Linked DNA regions of Mus musculus: all the other regions are linked to region 3. The links are chromatin contacts, called in public HiChIP or PLAC-seq and promoter capture Hi-C maps. All regions are on one chromosome and are shown on one strand. The core of a region is the stretch at or near the end of the contact, and the rest is flanking DNA. Distances in the headings are between cores, read along the strand shown. Region 1 has its middle 22 kb from the start of 4930442E04Rik. Region 2 holds the start of Slc18a2 (solute carrier family 18 (vesicular monoamine), member 2). Region 3 holds the start of 1700019N19Rik (RIKEN cDNA 1700019N19 gene).

Region 1 (2,736 bases), core at 30-2,529, 400 kb before region 3:
GTCAAGGTAATGGTTTTGCCGCTGTCTAATTTCTTCCCGATGTACAGCTTAGCTTTTACAGCCTTACAATGAAAGGCGTCGATCTGAGGCCCTTTTTGTGGCCGATTAACAGTTTAAACTGGTTTCCTAACCCTGTCACAACTAGTGGTCTGATAGAAATAGTTTCTGTGGGGACATTCATAACTCTGCAAATAATATCTTTTTTTTTAATCTGCCAATTCTGACCTCCTCTGACAAAAATTAAAAGTGGAGCGGAAAAGGTTGTGTACATACATGTCTCACCTCCAAGTACAGGTTGGTACAAATGACTACTCAAGAGCTGTTAGTTCCCTGGTTCTTGTCACCCTGTTGTCACCATAATCTTCGGAGAAAGCGTTCAAGTAGCTGGCTACACAGAGCTGGACACACACAAGCCTTCTTGGATGTGAACTGTCCAGACAGGAGCATTGAATTTTATCGCAAGAGTTAGGAAAAAAAAAAAAACAACCAAACAAAAACAAAACAAAACACATTTCGTTTGACTGCTCTTGGACTTTGGAGGATGAAAGGAGGCAAAGAAGACACTAACCCAGAAAAAACACTTCCCCTCTCTACCACTGAAGGATCATCAGTGTATCAATGTGGAGAGAGGAGAGAGAGAGAGAGAGAGAGAGAGAGAGAGAGAGAGAGAGAGAGAGAGATCTCAAAATAATCAATTTGTGGTTTAAAAAAAAATGTTGGCCTGGAGATATTTTGGTGCTAAGAAGTTCCTCTGAGACAGAAGACCCTCTTTAACTCTCAAACCCACGGCTCACCCAGCGCTACCTTTGGGTAAAACTGCCTCTTTCTCCAAAGGGAGGGGCAAAGCGAAGAAATTACAAGTAGCAGTGACGGTGTTATGGGGCCCAGACTGGTACCCACCCTCGCAAGGTGCTGGGAAGGTAACCCTCGCCCCTAGGATCTGGAGAGCGCCCCCCCAGGGACCCTCCTCTGGCGCGGGAATGCGTAGGTAGTGTCTTTTTGCTCCATCTCGGGAGTTCCGGAGTTTGAGGTCCCTGTACTAGGAGAGAAAGGCTTGAAGGAGTTCTGAGGCTGGGCCAGTCGCCGAGGTAAGGTCCCTAGGCCATCAGGATTCAGGTGGAGACTCGGAGATCTTGTCAGTGCGCGGGTCACCAGCTTTTTGACTATCTCCCGAAGGTCGTCGCCCAAGAGACAAGGAAAAACCTCGCGGGCCCCTACGGGTGTGCTCCCAACTCGGCCGCTGCCTAATGCAGAGCGCAGAGCAGTACTTGGGACAGGAGCTTCCAGCCGAACACCGGGGACTCCGCGAGGCTCCGGGTGGCACTATCGCCCCCTGCCCCCAACTACTTCCTCCGTCCCCCGCAAATGCTACTACGGGAGAAATGTGCCCACCCTGACTCGCCCGGACGAGCCCCGGGCTGCGACTTCCTCTGCTCCGTCTCTAGATGAGTCTGGGTCGGCTCTTACCTTCCCTGACCGGGGACACTCGGAGCAGGGCCGGGAGGACGTGGCCGAGTTTCAGGCCCAGTCCCTCTATAAGCCCCGCGGCTCGGGTGCCTCCCGAAGCAATACCTTCCGCTCTTTTCCTCCCCCAGTTTTTCCAGCGGCACGATTCTTTTCTGGGTTATTTTCTTTCCTTCTCTTGGTGTCAACCCTGCAGCTTCCCTCTCTCGCCCCCTTCCCCCGATCCTTTCCCCTTTCACTTTGCATCCCCCCCCGCCCCCACTCTTTAGTTTAAGTCTGAGATGACCTCCAAAAACCTTTGTAAAGGCAATAAACCAAAATGCCAGACGCACCGTGTGTGTGTGTGTGTGTGTGTGTGTGTGTGTGTGTGTGTGTGTCCCCTGTGGCTTCTAGAAGGCAAATTGGCCCGGGAAGGGTTTGGACCTGCTTCCCCCAAAAAGGCCCAAGAGCTTTCAAACACCCGAAAGTCAGGAGACAATGAGTTGTTGATACCTGGGGACAACGTCCTGCCGTGAAGCCCCCAGCCCAAGCCCATTTCACAGATGCAAGACCTGAATCTGGGAGGTTACCGCCAAGTGTCAGAATCGTCCCTTTACTTATGTCGAGGATTTCAGCCTTTAGAATACAAACGGTGCCTCTTGTTTTCCCGGATTATTTGGTTTCTTGATGTGTTTTTTTTTGGGTGGGGGGGGGGCTGGTTTAAGCGTGAGGAAGAAGAAAGGAGCAAAGATAACCACGTGCCTTCCAATACAGTGAAATAGCAGCCTGGAATTACAGCTACCGAACCATCAAAAATGAAACTGTTTGTGGGCATCTGAACCCTAGCCATGTAATTGGACACATTTATCAACAACAACAACAACAAAAAAGATATTGCACAGGTGAAAGAGATTTGACAATTGCTTCCGCGTTTTTTAAATTTTTTCCCCCAAAATTGTAGAGAGAACTTTCCCTGAATACAACAGACTGAATGTTTCAGCTCTGAACATTCAGTATAGCCTTAGTCACTGCAGGCTACAGTTATCATAAATCACCCTTAAAGTGTGTATTAAAGTGACTGAAATTTTGTTCTTTTTTTTTTTTTTTTTTTTTTTTTAAGAAAAAACAGTCTCTGAAGTTGTGCACGTCCTAACCTTTACAAATAGACTTTCGGTGCTACTTGAACGTGGTTCCCTTGAACTTTTTCTTGGAGAAATTTCACATTATTTGTATGTTTCTAAGACTCCTTTTAAAAATAAAAAGAGAGGTTGGAACCACAGACATCAATTTTCC
Region 2 (2,767 bases), core at 97-2,596, 470 kb before region 3:
TTTGGGGGTCTGAGGAAAACCAATATATTTTTTGTTGTTCACTGAAAATTGGTTTTCAAAAAGAACATGTGGAATACCTTTCAGCTTGAAGGATTAAAAGGCCTGGTTTTGAACCATCTGGTCTAACCTGTCATTTTGGGAGATTTGTGCTGTCCCTGAGTCCCCCCGTTCCATCACAAAAATACTCTTAGAACAAATACTCTTAGATGTAGGGTGCTTTACCTCAGGGGTAGATGGCGACTTGCTCATTCAGCCGTCTACCAACTGTTTGGCCACTGAACGTCCTAAGGGACAGCAGCAGCTTAGCACACTGGTTCATTTTGACAGAAATCTTTTTCATCTCAGTGCAAGTGGACAAAGGGAAGCAGGCAGTTCAGTTATCAGGAGGAAACACAACTTCTGGGCCTTATCGGATGTCACAGGGTCTGACCTGACCTCCAGGGAAAACAAACCCACAAGTTGCAGCTCCCAGGAGTTGGGGCGAGGAGGGCTTGTGTTCAAGAATGGGTTTTTGTTTTGTTCTCTACACAGCACGTTCTTCAACTTTTTGGGCAGACAGAGCTGCTCAGATAAAGTGAGATGGGGTGCGGAGGACAGGCTTCCTGGGAGGAGGTACATGGTCCTGGGGCTGGGCAGGGGATGCTGTCACCTGGGCTGTAGATGATGAGGACAAGGTGTTGGGGACCCAGTGCCAGGGACGGGCTCCTGAGGACCTGTGCTAGGTGCTAAGGACGAAGTGCTAGTTGCTGGCACTCCCGAGCCATACGTACCTACGACGGTGAGCAGCATGTTGTCTAGCAGCAGCGCGAGGAACACGATGAACAGGATCAGCTTGCGCGAGTGGCGGCTGTCCCGCAGCCATCGCAGCAGCACCAGATCGCTCAGGGCCATAGCTTTGCTTCGCTGTGGGAGCAGGTGCGATCAGTGCCTGGGACGGTCAGGGGTCCCGCGCCACCCGGAGCACAAGGAGTTTCGTCCACCAGCGGTAGCCGGGAACGACAGGGAGTGTCTCGCTCCCCTCAGGCACTGGGATAGCGTCTCAGAGTCACAACGAGCGAGCACGCCTCTATTGCCGTCGGGGACCAGACCTGGGTACCCGGGGGCGCTGCCCTTCCCAGCCGCACCCTGAGTCCCGGGATCCCCGGAGTCTGCCCGCTGCCGTGGAGGATCCCCGAGGGTTCTCTGTCCTCCCCAACCTCGCGTACCTTCGGCTCGCCTGCGACTGCCTGCAGGGTTATATCTCCACACTGCCCGGGTCCCAGTCCGTGCGTCCGTCCCCGCTGCTCCAGGTCTCCTATGCTCCAGCGCCCCAGAGCCCTGCTCAGTTTACCCAGTCCGGCTCTGACGTCACGGACAGCGCTGAGAGGGGGCGGAGAGGGGGGAGCTAGGATACTGGCCTCCGCCCACCCAGAGCTGCCTCTGGGCCGCAGCTGGGGCTGCGGTCACGAGCCCACCCTATCAGATTCTGGGGACGTCTGCAGTGGAGGAGGGGAGGGGGAGTTGAGAAGGAAGCCGCAGGGGCTCTAGAACACAGCCACAGGAGCCCAGGACAAGGAGTCAAAGGTCCTGAAGATAATCAAGGCCAAGGTGTGCAGGCAATGTTGCTTTCTTCTATGCTCAGGCTGGCCAGAATGCTCAGAAGAAATTGTGTGGGCCTCTGAGCTGCCATGTTCATAAAGTGGCCCAAGAAGACATGAATGAAGGCTGTAGGGTGTGCCCCAGGAAAACGTTGGGAACCAGGGCAGACACTTGCATCTCACCTCACTCCCTTTTCCCACTCTATATAGACTGATCCAGGGTCAGAATGCAGCAGGGAGGTTAAAGCTCTGGGCACCTTCAGGTGAGAAAGAAAACAGGTGAAAGGAGACAACGATGAAACAGAAGGGGGGAGTGAAGACTCTCAGAGTTGAGAGCATCCTGCTTGGGATTGACTCTGCTGCACAGAGCGTGTGTGTGTGTGTGTGTGTGTGTGTGTGTGTGTGTGTGTGTGTGTGTGTCAAAGTGTCCATGAAGCCTTGTTAAAGGAGCTTTCTGCCCTCTGTACTATGTCTGGGGTGTGAATGAGTTGGTTAAGAGGCAGAACACCTGAGCAACCGACTTTCTCTGCACAATATCTTCCATTAGGAATGTTTCTGTGATAGACAGTAGACACACACACACACACACACACACACACACACACACACACACGGAGGAGTGCTTTCTGAGGCCCTTCTATAGGGTCAGAGGGGTCAGAGCTGTGTTCTTAGCCACTTAACATCCCTGTTACTGTCGCAGGCTCTCAGCAGAGGGGTCTGGCCTTGTTTTATTAATGCTCGCCTGTTGTCAGCAGGAGCCTGCTAGGAGCAGCCTTGTGGTGTGTGCTCCTCCCAGCTCTCTCTGATTCTCTTCTCTTTAGAGAGAGACCCCCTGCGCTTCCCACCGTTACCCTCCCCCCATGATAAAAGATGTGTGGATGGGAAAAGTAGGTCAGTGACACGGGTCTCTGATATCTCAGAATGTGTGTAACTTAAATATTAAACAGGGAGGGAGAGGGACCCACTCAGGAGGAGAAAGCAGATGGCAGAAAACTAAGGTGGCTGTGGAGAGATGGAATTCATGGGCTGGCGCCCTAGCCCCTTGGCTTTGGAGTTTCCGAACCCAAAGGCTCTGACTTGAGCCACAGAATCAGTGATTTATGACATGTAAGCATTCTTGCCAGACGCAGGAACCCCAGTCTGATATTTCCTAGATTACTGTGCTCTGAAGAGTTATACAGGCTTTCCTC
Region 3 (2,733 bases), core at 108-2,607:
AAAGTAAACCTCTCAATTTCACACGGCCTAGAATCGTTTTTCTCATTTGGGGTGTAGGTGGATTTGTAGGGGGATCATTCCTGGCTCACCTCCTTTCTCAGTGGCACAAGCTTTACTGACAACCCGCCCTTTGCTCGGAACCAGAGCTCCATGGATGTCCAGAGTCCTGTCTCCTCCAAATGGGAAGGAAGTGGTTTAGCTGTAGAGAAGGGAAGGGCAGAATGAGTTGAGGGAAATCACTAAGTGTCTAAGGCCTTGGTGGTGCCTGCCTTCAGGGCATCCCTGCAGGCTGAGGCTAGCTGTCATAAATCCTTGGCTTCCTTCCAGGCTCTGCCTCTGAAGCGCATCCTTAATTGGCCCTAGAGGTGTCAGATGGCATGAAGTGCGGTCCCACCAGTCCAAGGGAGTGAAAAGATGGTTAGCTCTACCTGGCTTGATCTAAAGTTCAGTGTCCAGGAGAGGTATGGTCCTGTACTCGCCAGGGAAACACACTAATGAGCATTAGACGGGCACTGAAAGCCCTTCGGCTTCTGTCGAGCCAACAGCCAGGCAGAGCTGTAAGGCCACCCATACCCTAATTGGCTCACACGGCATCATATTGAGAGTCGGTCAAAATGAAATGATGGCCCGGGCCACTGCCGCAAGTCAGACAACTTCCTCGGGCACGCCTTCACTTTGTTAAGGCCTTTTGTGTCCAGGGACCTTGCGGGGGGAAGGGGGGGGACGGGGGACACACACCAGAAACAACCCCAGATAGATAGCTCTCCAGATAGAGAAAAGTGTGTGCAAGGGGACTGAGGAAAGAGCCTGTTCGGAAACCAAATAGACACGGTGGCCTTTATTTCCCAAACTGCCTCCTGCCTATTGCTGGCCCTCAGATGGCAGGGGCGGGGGTGGGGAGGTAGGGGTGAGGTTAGAGACCACTGTCCCAACTTTGAGGGAAAATGGGGTGCAGGTGGGGATGTAGATTTCACGCAAGGATCCTCTTTTGTGTCTACACTGGCCGGCCGGCCTGGCCCTGCCTTCCCCACCCCCCACCATCACCCCCCTACCCCACCCCACCCCCACCCCCGGTGGGAATGAGGAGCTCAAGCTACAGCTTGTTAGAGGCAACAACTCCCAGAACAAACATGGACCGGGCAAACATCTGGACTTCCGCTGGCTGCTGAGAGATTAGCGGCTAAGTTTACTGGGTTTACCAAGTGCCTGTAGTTCTTGTTCCAATGTCATCCTGACCCCTGGTTTTCATGTAAGGGGCGGGGCCAGCTACAAATACCCCGTATGAATCCAGCATCTGCCCCGCCCAGCCAGGGTGATCTCACAAAGGTCTGGAAGAGCCTGTGGGCAGGCAGAGCCGCCTGGTTCCCTGGGGATGCTCAAGCCAGCGGAGGTGAGAGCAGGGGCCCCGTGGGAAGTGAATGGAGAAGGGTCCTTTCTTCTCCTGGTCCCTGTCCTGCCTTTCTTCCGAAGCCCTCCAAGTGCCTCCCTGCCCCTGTCTCTTACAGGATGGCTTGTTTCTAACCACCCAAGGGCCACAGTCATTCAGCACTTCCTGCCCCTGGGAATTTAGCAGCCCTTGCTCCGCCCTCGTGCCCCCATCCAAAGCGTTGAAACAACATATCTCTATGCTCCGTGTTTTCCCTCAATAGACAGCCCTATGACACTGTAGAGTATAAATAAGAATACAGTTCCCTTCAGTTATGACCCATAGCTAGTTTTCTATAAGTGTCTGTTGTCTTTATTAATCATTACCTGGAAATGGGTGTTAACAGTAGGGCAGTATTTGTGTTATGGATCTGTTGGGAGGATTCTCTGCTTTTTGCCTGTAAAGGTTCTGAGAACTTGGCTAGTAGTGATCTGTGTTGAGCTGGACATGAGTTCCCAGCCGGTTCTGGGAGTCTAAACCCAGCCTCCTCCTGGGCGTCAGGTACACAGTGCCAGAGGTTAAGTGGTCCTTGAATGTGTCCCACCTCCATTGCTCTTGGCTGCACTCCATTGTGTTGGACTGCTTCAACAACTGACTTGTGACCCCCACCCTCTTTTCTACTTAATTAAGACTGTGGCCTCAAAAGTATCACTTTAAAGAGATGCACTGGCTTGGCAGGATAGATGCACTACAGAATCCACAGACAAACCTTGGCTCCTTGTGGGAGACCATTGATTATCCCTGGTGAGTGTATCTAGTATTAGAATAGGCTCCTACTATCTCCATTCCTCCACTCCTTGGATTCCATGCCAGTTTTTTGTTTTTTTGGGTTTTTTGGTTTTTTGGTTTTCAGATCCACCCCCAAGACAACTGTGCTCTAAGCTCTAAGCCTTTGTTGTTTTTTTTTTGGGGGGGGGGTTGTCTCATATTCACTGAATAAAGTGGAACAGGGACCTAGTCACAAGATACCAGTAGCATCCTGTCCCCCTAGTTATGACATCAGGCATTGTCAGATACTCTGAGAGTAAAGGGGCTTAGCAACACAAGTTGCTACCAAAACCAGAGTCTGCCTGAATTAAGACTGTGCTGCGGGGAAATGAGCTGCTTATCGTTTCTCCCCATGCCAGTTTCATGAGCCATACACGAGCTCTTTCTTACATGGTGGCTCCTAGGTCTTGCTCATCTTTATATTGACAACTCTGTCCTGTTTCATGGCTAAATATGCACATAGTTTTATTAGGTTGATGGTGGGTGGATGGATGAGTGGGTGAGTAGGTGAAAGTGGTAAGAAGGGTGTCTCTGGAAAG

The links. Promoter capture Hi-C pulls out the DNA fragments that hold promoters and counts their contacts. HiChIP or PLAC-seq counts read pairs in DNA pulled down with a chosen protein or histone mark.
Region 1: a contact with region 3 is called in an H3K4me3 HiChIP or PLAC-seq map of embryonic forebrain, with 4 times the contacts expected there. The contact joins the enhancer-like site here to the promoter of 1700019N19Rik in region 3. A contact is called at or near these places in 21 of 39 promoter capture datasets (the 3T3-L1 cell line, 3T3-L1-derived adipocytes, the C10 cell line and 13 more), 6 of 15 datasets of contacts at CTCF or cohesin (the NIH/3T3 cell line, embryonic stem cells, large pre-B cells and 2 more), 130 of 484 Hi-C or Micro-C datasets (the 3T3-L1 cell line, 3T3-L1-derived adipocytes, B cells and 68 more), 16 of 115 datasets of contacts at active chromatin or transcription factors (astrocytes, bone marrow-derived dendritic cells, cardiomyocytes and 11 more) and 4 of 9 other capture datasets (adipose tissue, embryonic stem cells, liver and 1 more).
Region 2: a contact with region 3 is called in a promoter capture Hi-C map of embryonic stem cells, with 5 times the contacts expected there. The contact joins the promoter of Slc18a2 here to the promoter of 1700019N19Rik in region 3. A contact is called at or near these places in 8 of 39 promoter capture datasets (cranial neural crest, embryonic stem cells, frontonasal cranial neural crest and 3 more) and 1 of 9 other capture datasets (embryonic stem cells).

Annotation. Positions count from the first base shown.
Region 1 is chr19:59,192,809-59,195,544 of GRCm38.p6, reverse strand. No RefSeq gene overlaps it. Among named protein-coding and RNA genes, the nearest start is that of 4930442E04Rik, 22 kb to the right of the region's middle. Within about 2 kb of position 1,279, at least 18 of the 459 cell types and tissues checked have an H3K27ac peak or open chromatin away from gene starts, as enhancers often do. A contact at or near this core is called in astrocytes, embryonic forebrain and ganglionic eminence, where this site is marked.
Region 2 is chr19:59,259,457-59,262,223 of GRCm38.p6, reverse strand. Slc18a2 (solute carrier family 18 (vesicular monoamine), member 2) reads right to left here and starts at 1,346. Exons shown (of 16, transcript NM_172523.3): 1 at 1,206-1,346; 2 at 771-903. The coding sequence starts at 891.
Region 3 is chr19:58,793,038-58,795,770 of GRCm38.p6, reverse strand. 1700019N19Rik (RIKEN cDNA 1700019N19 gene) reads left to right here and starts at 1,357. Exons shown (of 6, transcript NM_026208.2): 1 at 1,357-1,390. The coding sequence starts at 1,373. Gm41877 (a long non-coding RNA gene) reads right to left here and starts at 1,256. Exons shown (of 3, transcript XR_877967.3): 1 at 1,200-1,256; 2 at 90-199. It overlaps Hspa12a (heat shock protein 12A), which reads left to right. Exons shown (of 12, transcript NM_175199.3): 12 at 1-20.